3 separate regions of the Mus musculus genome follow, and regions 2 and 3 are each linked to region 1. A link is a contact called in public promoter capture Hi-C data. All regions are on one chromosome and are shown on one strand. The core of a region is the stretch at or near the end of the contact, and the rest is flanking DNA. Distances in the headings are between cores, read along the strand shown. Region 1 holds the start of Ugt1a8 (UDP glucuronosyltransferase 1 family, polypeptide A8). Region 2 holds the start of Kcnj13 (potassium inwardly-rectifying channel, subfamily J, member 13). Region 3 overlaps Gm46099 (a long non-coding RNA gene).

The links. Promoter capture Hi-C pulls out the DNA fragments that hold promoters and counts their contacts.
Region 2: a promoter capture Hi-C map of liver shows a contact between it and region 1, with 2.7 times the contacts expected there. The contact joins the promoter of Kcnj13 here to the promoter of Ugt1a8 in region 1. A contact is called at or near these places in 13 of 39 promoter capture datasets (the 3T3-L1 cell line, the C10 cell line, cranial neural crest and 8 more) and 2 of 9 other capture datasets (adipose tissue and liver).
Region 3: a contact with region 1 is called in a promoter capture Hi-C map of liver, with 2.3 times the contacts expected there. The contact joins the enhancer-like site here to the promoter of Ugt1a8 in region 1. A contact is called at or near these places in 7 of 39 promoter capture datasets (cranial neural crest, embryonic stem cells, frontonasal cranial neural crest and 3 more) and 1 of 9 other capture datasets (macrophages).

The regions. Positions count from the first base shown.
Region 1 is chr1:88,086,363-88,089,674 of GRCm38.p6, forward strand. It overlaps Ugt1a8 (UDP glucuronosyltransferase 1 family, polypeptide A8), which reads left to right and starts at 1,466. Exons shown (of 5, transcript NM_001378375.1): 1 at 1,466-2,359. The coding sequence starts at 1,505. The region is part of intron 1 of Ugt1a10 (UDP glycosyltransferase 1 family, polypeptide A10); the gene reads left to right. All of the region lies in intron 1 of Ugt1a9 (UDP glucuronosyltransferase 1 family, polypeptide A9), which reads left to right.
Region 2 is chr1:87,393,128-87,396,439 of GRCm38.p6, forward strand. It overlaps Kcnj13 (potassium inwardly-rectifying channel, subfamily J, member 13), which reads right to left and starts at 1,602. Exons shown (of 3, transcript NM_001110227.2): 1 at 1,485-1,602. The region is part of intron 8 of Gigyf2 (GRB10 interacting GYF protein 2); the gene reads left to right.
Region 3 is chr1:87,552,629-87,555,940 of GRCm38.p6, forward strand. All of the region lies in intron 2 of Gm46099 (a long non-coding RNA gene), which reads left to right. It also overlaps a transcript of Ngef not described here. Among named protein-coding and RNA genes, the nearest start is that of Gm46099, 3.2 kb to the left of the region's middle. Within about 2 kb of position 1,718, at least 12 of the 459 cell types and tissues checked have an H3K27ac peak or open chromatin away from gene starts, as enhancers often do. A contact at or near this core is called in liver, where this site is marked.

The DNA of each region.
Region 1 (3,312 bases), core at 216-2,715:
TGTTCAGGGTAAATGATCTCCTTATCTTCATTGCCCTGATTTGGGGATAAGAGTTGGGTGGTGTGATCCGAGTAAGACAATTGTTCCTTCCTTTTTACTTTACTTGAATTTCATTAAGTTCTGTGAACCATTCATGCTTCCTGGACTTGTTTTCAATTGTTATGGTTTCAAAGTGAGGTCTTGGGGAGCTGTTAGTTTATTTTTCTTTGGGAGAATCTGAGCCTGAGTCTTCCTGAACCAGAAACTAGATGTCATACTAGCCATTTTTTGTTTGGTTGGCTTTATTTTGAGGCTGCGTCTATTATATAGATCCAGCTGTTCTGGAGCTTGCTATGTCCACCAGGCAAGCCTTGAATTCACAATATCTACCTGCCTCTGCCTCCCTAGTACTGGGATTCAAGACATGGCATGCTAGCCATTGTTGAGTCTTCAAAAATGATCACCTGAGTGTTTCCCAGTCACCAAGGTAAATAGATGACTAAGTATATATCTATTAAAAGTGACATTTAAGGTAAAAAGGGACAATGTTTGGAACAAACAAGGATCAACCCCCTCCCAGGATGACTATACAATTTCTTGCTAAATGTACCTTATTACCTGATATATACCACTAAGCTATCCATGAAACTATATAGAAAACTTGCATGATGCAGTTGAGTCTAAAGACAAATTCTTTTTGTTCTTCTCCAGATAAGCCATATCTGGGCACTGTGCAAATAGGATGAATACACAAGGGAATCATATGTCCTGACTTCAAGGTGTACTCAAGGGACTGTGGAACAAAATGGCATAGATTCCCTTGGGGAAACCCACAGCAGAGGTCTCAACCTCTTTTTAGACTATGTGACATTGCATTGGACATATGAAAAGTAAGAGAGATGACAGTCACATGCCACCAGGTCCTTGACATGATCCATACTATAGCTGCTTATCTTAGCATATCCCAGCTTTCCAGGAGTTTAGCAATGGAATAAGAATTCTTCTGCAATGCCGAGACCAGCAGCATTGCTCATCTGGCAGAGTCTTTTTACTGTCAGAAGGGTCGTGCTAAGAACCTCCCCATAGGCCTTGGGAGCAGAGGCAGCAATTCCCTTTGGGACACAGTGTAGTGGCCTAAAGAAAGTGTCCAGATTTTACTTTGGAACCAATTCTAAAAATGTGAGATTCTTTTGACACTTTCTTTCTTCCTCTTGGGAAAACGTTTGGATATAGAGTCAAGTGTATTTCTTCATAACAATTTCTAAACTCATGTTATGTGATTCTGCCCAAGAAAAGGGTCATAGGCCCTTCTTATCAGAAAAACAAACAAGTAGGCATCTCAATAATGGCTCAATTGTTATTGTTTTCAAAAGTCAGTCATTGTCAGGGAGTGTACTTTCTTAATGAAGGTGAGTCCACGCCCTCCTCTGGGGGGAGGCTTTCTAGATTCCACAAGCTTTCCTCTTCCCAAATTAGAAGAACACACAGTCCCAGCCCATGTATTCTCCTGGGCTGTGTTTCTCCCATGGCTCCTGCAGTTTTTCCAGCCTCTCTTCCTCTCCGTGTGTGCCTGCTGTTGGCCTTTGGCTTGGCCCAGGCAGGCAGGCTGCTGGTGGTGCCCATGGATGGGAGCCACTGGTTCTCCATGAAGATGATTGTGGAGAAATTGAGCCACAGAGGGCATGAGGTTGTGGTAGTCATCCCAGAGGTGAGTTGGCACCTGGGAAAGTCACAGAATTTTACAGTGAAAACCTACTCTGTTTCTTACACTCTGGAAGATTTAAGCCACCACTTCAATTTTTTTGCTCACAAGCAATGGGAAAATCGAGAAGTAGGAATGTTCTCACTACTGAAGCATTCAGGCAAAGGTTTCTTCCAAGTACTGTTTTCACACTGTAGGAGTTTGTTTAACGACAAGAAGTTAGTGGAGTACTTGAAGCAGAGATCTTTTGATGCTGTGTTTCTGGATCCTTTCGATGTGTGTGGCTTAACTATAGCTAAGTACTTTTCTCTCCCGTCCGTGGTCTTCAGCGGTGGGATATTTTGTCACTATCTTGATGAGGGTGCCCAGTGCCCAAGTCCTCCTTCTTATGTCCCCAGAATTCTCTCAAAATTCGCAGACACCATGACTTTTAAGGAGAGAGTGTGGAACTATTTCTCCTACATGAAGGAACGTGCATTTTGCCCCTATTTTTTCAAAACTGCTATAGAAATTGCCTCTGAAGTTCTGCAGACCCCAGTGACTATGACAGACCTCTTCAGCTCAGTGTCCATTTGGATGTTTCGCACTGACTTTGTGTTGGAGTTCCCCAGACCTGTGATGCCCAACATGGTCTACATTGGCGGGATCAACTGCCACCCGGGAAAGCCACTTTCCAAGGTACATCATTTTTCCTTAAGCAGGTGAAGAGAGTCGGCTTTGGATGACGAAGCCATTCATTTGTTGTCTTTGGGTTTTGTTGTTGTCCTTCCAACAGAATTGCAGTAGTGTGACTTTTCACCATGCTTGTTGATATGTGGGTGTACCACTGACATTCTCATAATCACCAGGCTGCATTCATCATTGCTTTTGGAAATAGACGGAAAAACACAGTAAGAAATGAAGCTTCGGTTTGCTCATTCCCGTTCTCTACCTCCCTTTAAAGAGCACTCTGGAGTTTTGTGTGCTTCCCAGGCTCGGGGAGGTAGTTCACAAATAGTCCTCAGCTGTAAACATCCAAAGCTGTGTCCTTAAAATAAGGTGCAGCGTTAGCCTGGACAAAGGTGTCTTCACCGTCCCTTTTCACATTCCAACAATTGATGGTCTTCACTAAAGTAAATTTATCGTGATCTTTAAAAGTAGTTTTTAGTTTTATAATTTGAGAATCTTATACACGTATAAAATGGATTTTGAGCAAATCTAACCCTACTGCATCCTCTCTGACTCTTCCCAGGACAAGTGTGTTGTTGTAAATGTGCCTTTGTGTTTCTAACCCACACTTGATACATATTCAATATCCCAGACTGGGCTAATTATTATCCTTAGTCTTGTCTGTCTGTCTGTCTTCTTTTCTCTTCCCTTTGGTAGTTGTTTCCTTCCTTCCTTTTCAAAAATTTTTAAAGATTTATTTGTTCATTATATGTAAGTACAATGTAGCTGTCTTCAGACACACCGCAAGAGAGCATCAGATCCCATTACAGATGTTTGTACGCCACCATGCAGTTGCTAGGAATTGAACTCAGGACCTCTGAAAGGGCAGTCAGTGCTCTTAACCACTGAGCCATCTCTCCAGCTCTCTTTCTTTCTTTGTTTCCTTCCTTCCTGGTCTTTCTTTCTTTCTTTCTTTCTTTCTT
Region 2 (3,312 bases), core at 352-2,851, 690 kb before region 1:
GGCGCTGACTCTTATGTACATAGCTCTCTCGTTTTTTTGGGCAAGCCACCATGTCCCCTTGGCCAGATATCATTAGATTAAGACAAAGAATGTGGTTAAAAGGGAGATTAAATAATATGATTTCTTAAAGTCTACCTGCCAGTTTGTAAGTTTATATCTAGTTTCTCAACTGTTTTCTATAGGATGGTTTCTGTATGATTTTATATCTGCTTACCTGGCCTTAAGTTTTTTTATTGCTGCTGCTGGATGTTTATAGGATTTCCCCCCCTTCCTCTTCAAATGTAAGTGTCTAATGGGTAGACATATTTTCAAATAATTTTTACATCATCACAAGCACACAAATGCGTAACTACCTCTTTTCCTCCTCCCTTTCTTCCACCCCCTCTCTTTTTGAGATTGGTATTATTACAGTCCAAGCTGGTCTCAAACTCGGCTTTTATAACCAGATGTCTTTGAACTGATGTTGCTACTTGTTATCTCCCAAGTCCTAGGGTTATGGGTTTGTGCTGTATACTTAACTAGGAGTGCATGTGGAAGGTATTTATCTAGACTTAGATTTTTCTGTGATTTTCATGAACTAGTCATAGCAGGAAGTAGAATAGACAACTGGAAAATATATGTGTGTATCAATGTGGGGGCTGTAAAATATGTATAAATTTATAAATTGTTTGATGGGAAAAGTACTTATTTTAAAAATGGTAGTTTGATAGCTTCATTAATCATCAAAATGACAATGTTGCTCTGTTCATTAGGTGGTAGCTCTTAAACTTAGTTTTCTGTTGCTGTGCTTCTAGAGGAGTGCTGTAATTCCTGTTCCTACAGTTAAGATAGAGGCTGCACTTAGAAACGCTAAATGAATACAGTGTTTGTTCATGCCTTATGCAAACATTTTAAAGGCTGTGTTGAAAGTCTCATAAGCACCTTTCCTGGCCTCTATAATTAGGGCAAACAATGTATTAACCCTATTATGTAAGCTTAGAGAGTAGTTCATATTTTATTTTCTTATATATAGAATCTATGTTATTAATAATCTCCTGCTTAAAAAGAAATTTTAAATTAGGATATGCAGCTTTTTGAAGATTAAGAAAATTAAAATCATAATAGTTCATTTTTTGGCATTTATTTCCATATGCTTATTTTCAGGTGTTCCTAATTCCATCCAAACAACAACAACAAAACCCCACACATTCTTTTATAAAACCACTGAATTTTTATCTAGGATCTTTTCCTACCCATTTACACAGTATAACATTAGTATGGATTTACTAAAACAACTAAGAGCTAACCTTTTACTAATGCTTTCAGCATGGCTCTTTGCCAATTCTAAAATTTAAGGAAAAGAACAAACCTTAGTTCTGACTATCTAGGTAATGTCTGTTTAAAGCTCTACTGTAAGCAATCTAGTTCTGCCCCTATCTGCTGTCAGCTTCCTTACTTGTTCCCCTGAAGGAAAGAATAATGGTGAAGGTTATTTAAGTACTCACCGGTTCCTTTGTGGGGCCAGCCTACCAAAGAAGGTCTTAAGGAAGCTAGCAGCCTCTTGTCTTTTTGACCCGGTGGTTTTAACCTGTAGTGTCGTTTGTAGGTTCTCCTCTTGGACTGGCTTTGCAGCTTACATTCCTGTGTTTATAATGTCCGTGAGGGCTGGTTTCAGCTGAAGCTGATGTGATTGGTCACTTAGTCTGCAGGGGGGCCAATTAGCTCTGATCATGTGGAAAAGAATGCTGGTTTGTTAGGAGGTCTTTCTTTACCCAACACAAACCTTAACAACTCTGGAGAAAGCCTCTAGAACTGACGTGGAGAAGGGGTGCATTTTTTCCCTCTAATCAGGACCGGTTTTTAGTAAGTTTGCATAATCTTATTTAAGAGTTTATTTGAAAGTTCAAAGGGATAAAATTCCCTGCAAGATTTCCTTTCAGCCCTCTCTCCTTATATTGCGTGTTAAAGTGTGAGATATCTCTTTCACTAATCTTTTTTCCACCATTTCTTGAGGGGGGATTTAGTTGGATAAGGATGTTTAGGCATAATTGATGAGTTGATTTTTTTCTGGTTTTCTTATCAGATCCCACCTCATCAGTATGGCTATGATAGTAGGTATAGGTCATTTATTTACCTGAAACAATACCTCTGCCCTTCTTTATTGCAGAGGAAGAACTTTGGTCTTTGTTTGGTTTTAAAGCTGTGTAGTAGGCTTGACTAGGAATATGATTGCTTGATGCCTTGTACGTCTCTTTAAGGTGAAAGAAGGAAAGAATTTTCTTAAGGCTTGCTTTAGTGATCTGTAGGGGTCTTGTATGTGTGATGAAGTGGAATAAAACAATATTCAGAGTACATGATCTGTAACTCAGTACTGAAATTGTATTTACCTGGAAGATGTCAGCAGTCCAGCTTGTAGCAGCTTCCACTTGAGCTGAAAAGTATGGCCTTGTGTGATACCTAGTGAACAGTATTTTCTTCTCCTCTGTTAGCTGCCAATTTAAAAACTTTGATCAAATGTTACACATAAGAGGATCTGAAAAACAAAGACACTGTTTGTTTGAAGTAAGAGCTTGGAAAGGCCTGCTGGGAAAGTTATGAATGTAGACCAATCTAATGCTACTTAGGAAGGGAAATCCGACTTTGTGGATTCCTCTCCTTTCCTTCACAAGTTAAAAAATACATTAATTCCTTCTTTGTTTTATTAATGCCAGACATTTCAATACAAGTTTAGACAGAGCGCTAGTAACTTTGCCCGTCAGAACCAGGGAGGGTAATCAAGGTGAATTCACATTTAAGACTTATTCCCTGCCATGTGCAAGTAGGAATTTTTATCATTTTCTAGCTAGCTGATTGAGGAAAACATCTAACTGAAAATAGCTAAGACACTAGAGCAAGTAGTGGGATATTCTTCCCAAAAAAACCCAGCACGTTAGTGTATCTTCCACTGTCATGGATAGTAGGTAAAACAAAAGCTTGTCATTCAACTTAGGACATCTCCCCTCCCCACCCCCCTTATAAAAAGGCATTTTGACTGTGGCCTTGTACATAAATCCCCCTGCATCAGCCTTCCTAGTACTCAGCTTATAGACCAGACTTTTTCAATAACGTACTCTTATTTCAGACTGTTTCTACACAAAAATGATAGAGTAAGTTAATGATACTGTTAAGTTTACCTACATGGACCCAAACATGCACCCACACAATGGCTTATGTGTGGTATTTCTAATTCTGGGATGCTTCCAACTTGAAGGCCTGTCATGGGCAGTGATGATCACTGATGGTTGTCTGTGGATGTTATACTTTGACTCTGGAGCTCAGCATCCTATGACAGCC
Region 3 (3,312 bases), core at 468-2,967, 530 kb before region 1:
CTTCTATGCTTGAGCAGACACCTGAGGAAGGAAGCCAGGAAGGCATCCAGGGAACAACACACAAAAACCTTTCTAAGCAGTACTTGTTGACTCTGGAAGGAGGAGAATGAAAGGACACTAGTTTTCCTTGAGGCAAACTCAAGAGGAGAGATGGAGAGAAAGAAAGAGAGGGGAAGATAGAGATAGAGATGGATGGAAGGATGGATGAATGGATGGATAGATAGATAGATAGATAGATAGATAGATAGATAGATAGATGATCCATTTGGCAGAGGGGCTGAAGTTGAACATTGTTGTGACAAGGTCCAGAACAGTTTGGGTAATACTCACTTAGCAATTGTAGTTTCTTTGTGCTTTGAGTTTTGTGCTACAGTGGATGAAACCTAATGCCTCCAGCCTGCTAGGCAAGCACTCTTTCCTGAGCCACACTGCAGCCCCAATCCTAGTTTCTAATGCAAGCCATGCCTTTCTTTGGTAAAGAAAGTAAAACACATTGGGGTTTAAGAACCAAGCCACATCCCAGCCCCTAGTCTCAACTAGCTAGCATCGACTGCCTGGCGGCTGTCTGTTACAGGTCCCTGTAGTCTACAGACCGGGGTGGAGTAGCAGCAGAGGGGACATGTGCAAGACAAGAGGTGCATGCATGGTACCTCTTCTTGGTGAGCTGGCACAGAAAGCTTGAGTGGATTCCTATCTAAAAGAACGGAGGTGCCGGAGAACTGTGGGATGGAAGAAACAAAGCCAGAGGGCAGGAGCAAACCAGACATCCCTGTTGGCAAGAGTGGGGCTGAGTAGGGCTGGGATTGCCGAGGTCCAAGGGCACAGAGCCAGTGTGGGAGATGAGGAGGAAGACCTGGGAGAAGGCTCTGAGGGAGGAAGCCTGCAGGCCTGGCAGGCAGGAGGCCCAGCAGACAAACTGCAGAGTGTAAAACTTAAAACAACAGCAGCAACAACAATAACAGCAACAACAACAAAACCCTCAAATGCTACAGTCACAGAAAAACTCCAGATGCTGAGCTTTTGCAATCAGCTCTTCAGAGAGCCTGAGATTAGGACATTCTGGATTTGGGGATTTGGAGGGACGAATGTTTGATTTGGTGGTGGAAGCAGAAGAGGCTAAAGGGAGAGGCAGGCCAGGAGGAGTCAGGAAATGAAACTAGAAGCTGAGTCCATGAGAAGGACCAGGAAAACTCCCAGTGTCCTCTCTGTTTGCTAGGGGGGGTCAGGGTCACCAAGCTATGCCCCTCAGCTTTCCCTTACTGTGACAAATGTCTGAGTCAATTTATAAAAATCAAAGGTTGCTCTGGGCTTACAGTGACCACTGATGGATGAGTGGACAGGGAAAATATCTGAAAAAAAGTCATAGTCATGGTTTATACATCAGAATAACAAGTCATACAGGAACTGGGGCATGTGCCTGTAATCACAGCACTTGGGAGACTGAGGCAGAAGGAGAGTAGAGGGCTAGCCTGGACTGCCGTGCTTCCAATAAATAAATAAATGAATGAATAAAAATAAATATGAAGACGAGGAAGAAGGGAGGAGTTTGGCTTTGGTTTTCTGTGAATACCATATGAGAGGGAGGGAGGGGGAGGGGAGGGGGAGGGGGGAAAGAGAGAGATCAAAGGAAATCCTGGGAAGGCTCAGAGGTTCCTGTACAAAGGCCAAGTAGGGAGAGGTTTCCAGCTGTGTAGTCGCAGGGTTCAAGGATCCTAGAGTATTAACTGTCCATTTTGTTCCCGCACCAGTGTTCCCTGGGGGTGCGGATATCCACAGCAGTGCAGCTGACTGTGGCTTGTGGGATTTCTGAAGCAGGAATCTGCTAGAAGACTTCATAAAAGGGACTCAAAGAGACCCTGACCTGGTGTGCCCTTGAAGAAATCAGGTCACCTCGACTTGTGTTTGGCTTTTAGAGCAGCCACTGCATAAAACCCCATAGCTCTCTGAGGGCTCCCCAGAGCCCACAGGTCAGCTTGAGTGGTCACTGGAACAGACAACTGGTTGCCCAAGCCATAGAAAGCTCCGTGGTATGCATGTGGCTGGGAACCACGGTCTCCAGTGGAGCTGGAGAAGGCTCAGACAAACCGTGGCCAAAGCATCAGACCCAGGCTAAGCCAGAGGGATGGTTTTGCTTCATCTCAGCAAAAGAATGCAACGCTACCTTGTCACTGAGCTATCCCCCTACCATCTTTTGACTTTTAATTAGCAGATGCCATTGAAGAGTTTTGTCATTGGGATGGTTACTGCTCATTGTTAACTTGGCACAAGCCAGAATAACCTAGGGACAGTCTCAGGGAGGGACATCTGCAATGGGTTGGCCTGTGCTCATGTCTGTTGGGGGATTATCTTGACTGTCCATTGATAAAGGAAGACCCATCTCACTGTGGTGATACCATTCCCTAGGCAGGGAGCTTCTAAATAGTATTAGAGAGAAAACAGCTAGCTGAAAGCAAGCAACCAAGAATCTGTGCATTGATCCTCTCTTTGCTCTTGACTATGGAGGTGATGTGACTGGGGCTGTATGAGTTCCTGTCTTGACTTCCTGGAAATGACGAACTGTAGCCTGGGATTGGAAGCCAAATAAAACCTTTCTCTTCTTCCATAAATTGCTTTCGGTTAGGGTTAAGGTACTCGTCACAGCAACAGAACTGAAACTAGAAAAGTCAGGGACAGCAAAACACACTCTCTTACGGAGCTGCAATTTTAGGCTGAGAACACATGCATCATACTTTGTAAGTTTTTCCAAATTACAGTGTGCAGTCCCTACCTGTTCTAAAGTAAACCTTTTGAAGTATTTCTCTAACCCTGTCCCTTAACCACCCCAGTCTCTTACAATCATTGCACTATCAACTTCTATGAAATCAATGCTGAAAAAAAATTACGTTACGTATATATGATACCGTGTTACAAAAGGGCAGTTCACACACCTGTGTGTTATACATTGAGCATGGTCCCACAAGTCCCATTCCCCTCTCCTAACTTCTGTTAGTTCTCATTGGGACAATATTTTGTTTCTACTTTCACACCATACATGCCTGCACTACTGCATGCATCTATATAAAGTGCATAGAGAAAACATACAACGTTTGTCTTTCTAAAACTGACTTCACTCAGCTGATAGCGCATGTCTTTTATCCCATCACTTCAAAGGCAGAGGCATATGAATCTCTGTGAGTTCGAGGCCAGCCTGGTCTACAAAGCTAGTTCTAGGATAGTTAGGGCTACACAGAAAGAGACCCTGACTCAAAAAACAAAACAACAAAACAAAACCCCATAACTGGCTTAATTCTTTTAAGAGATAGGGTCCTACAT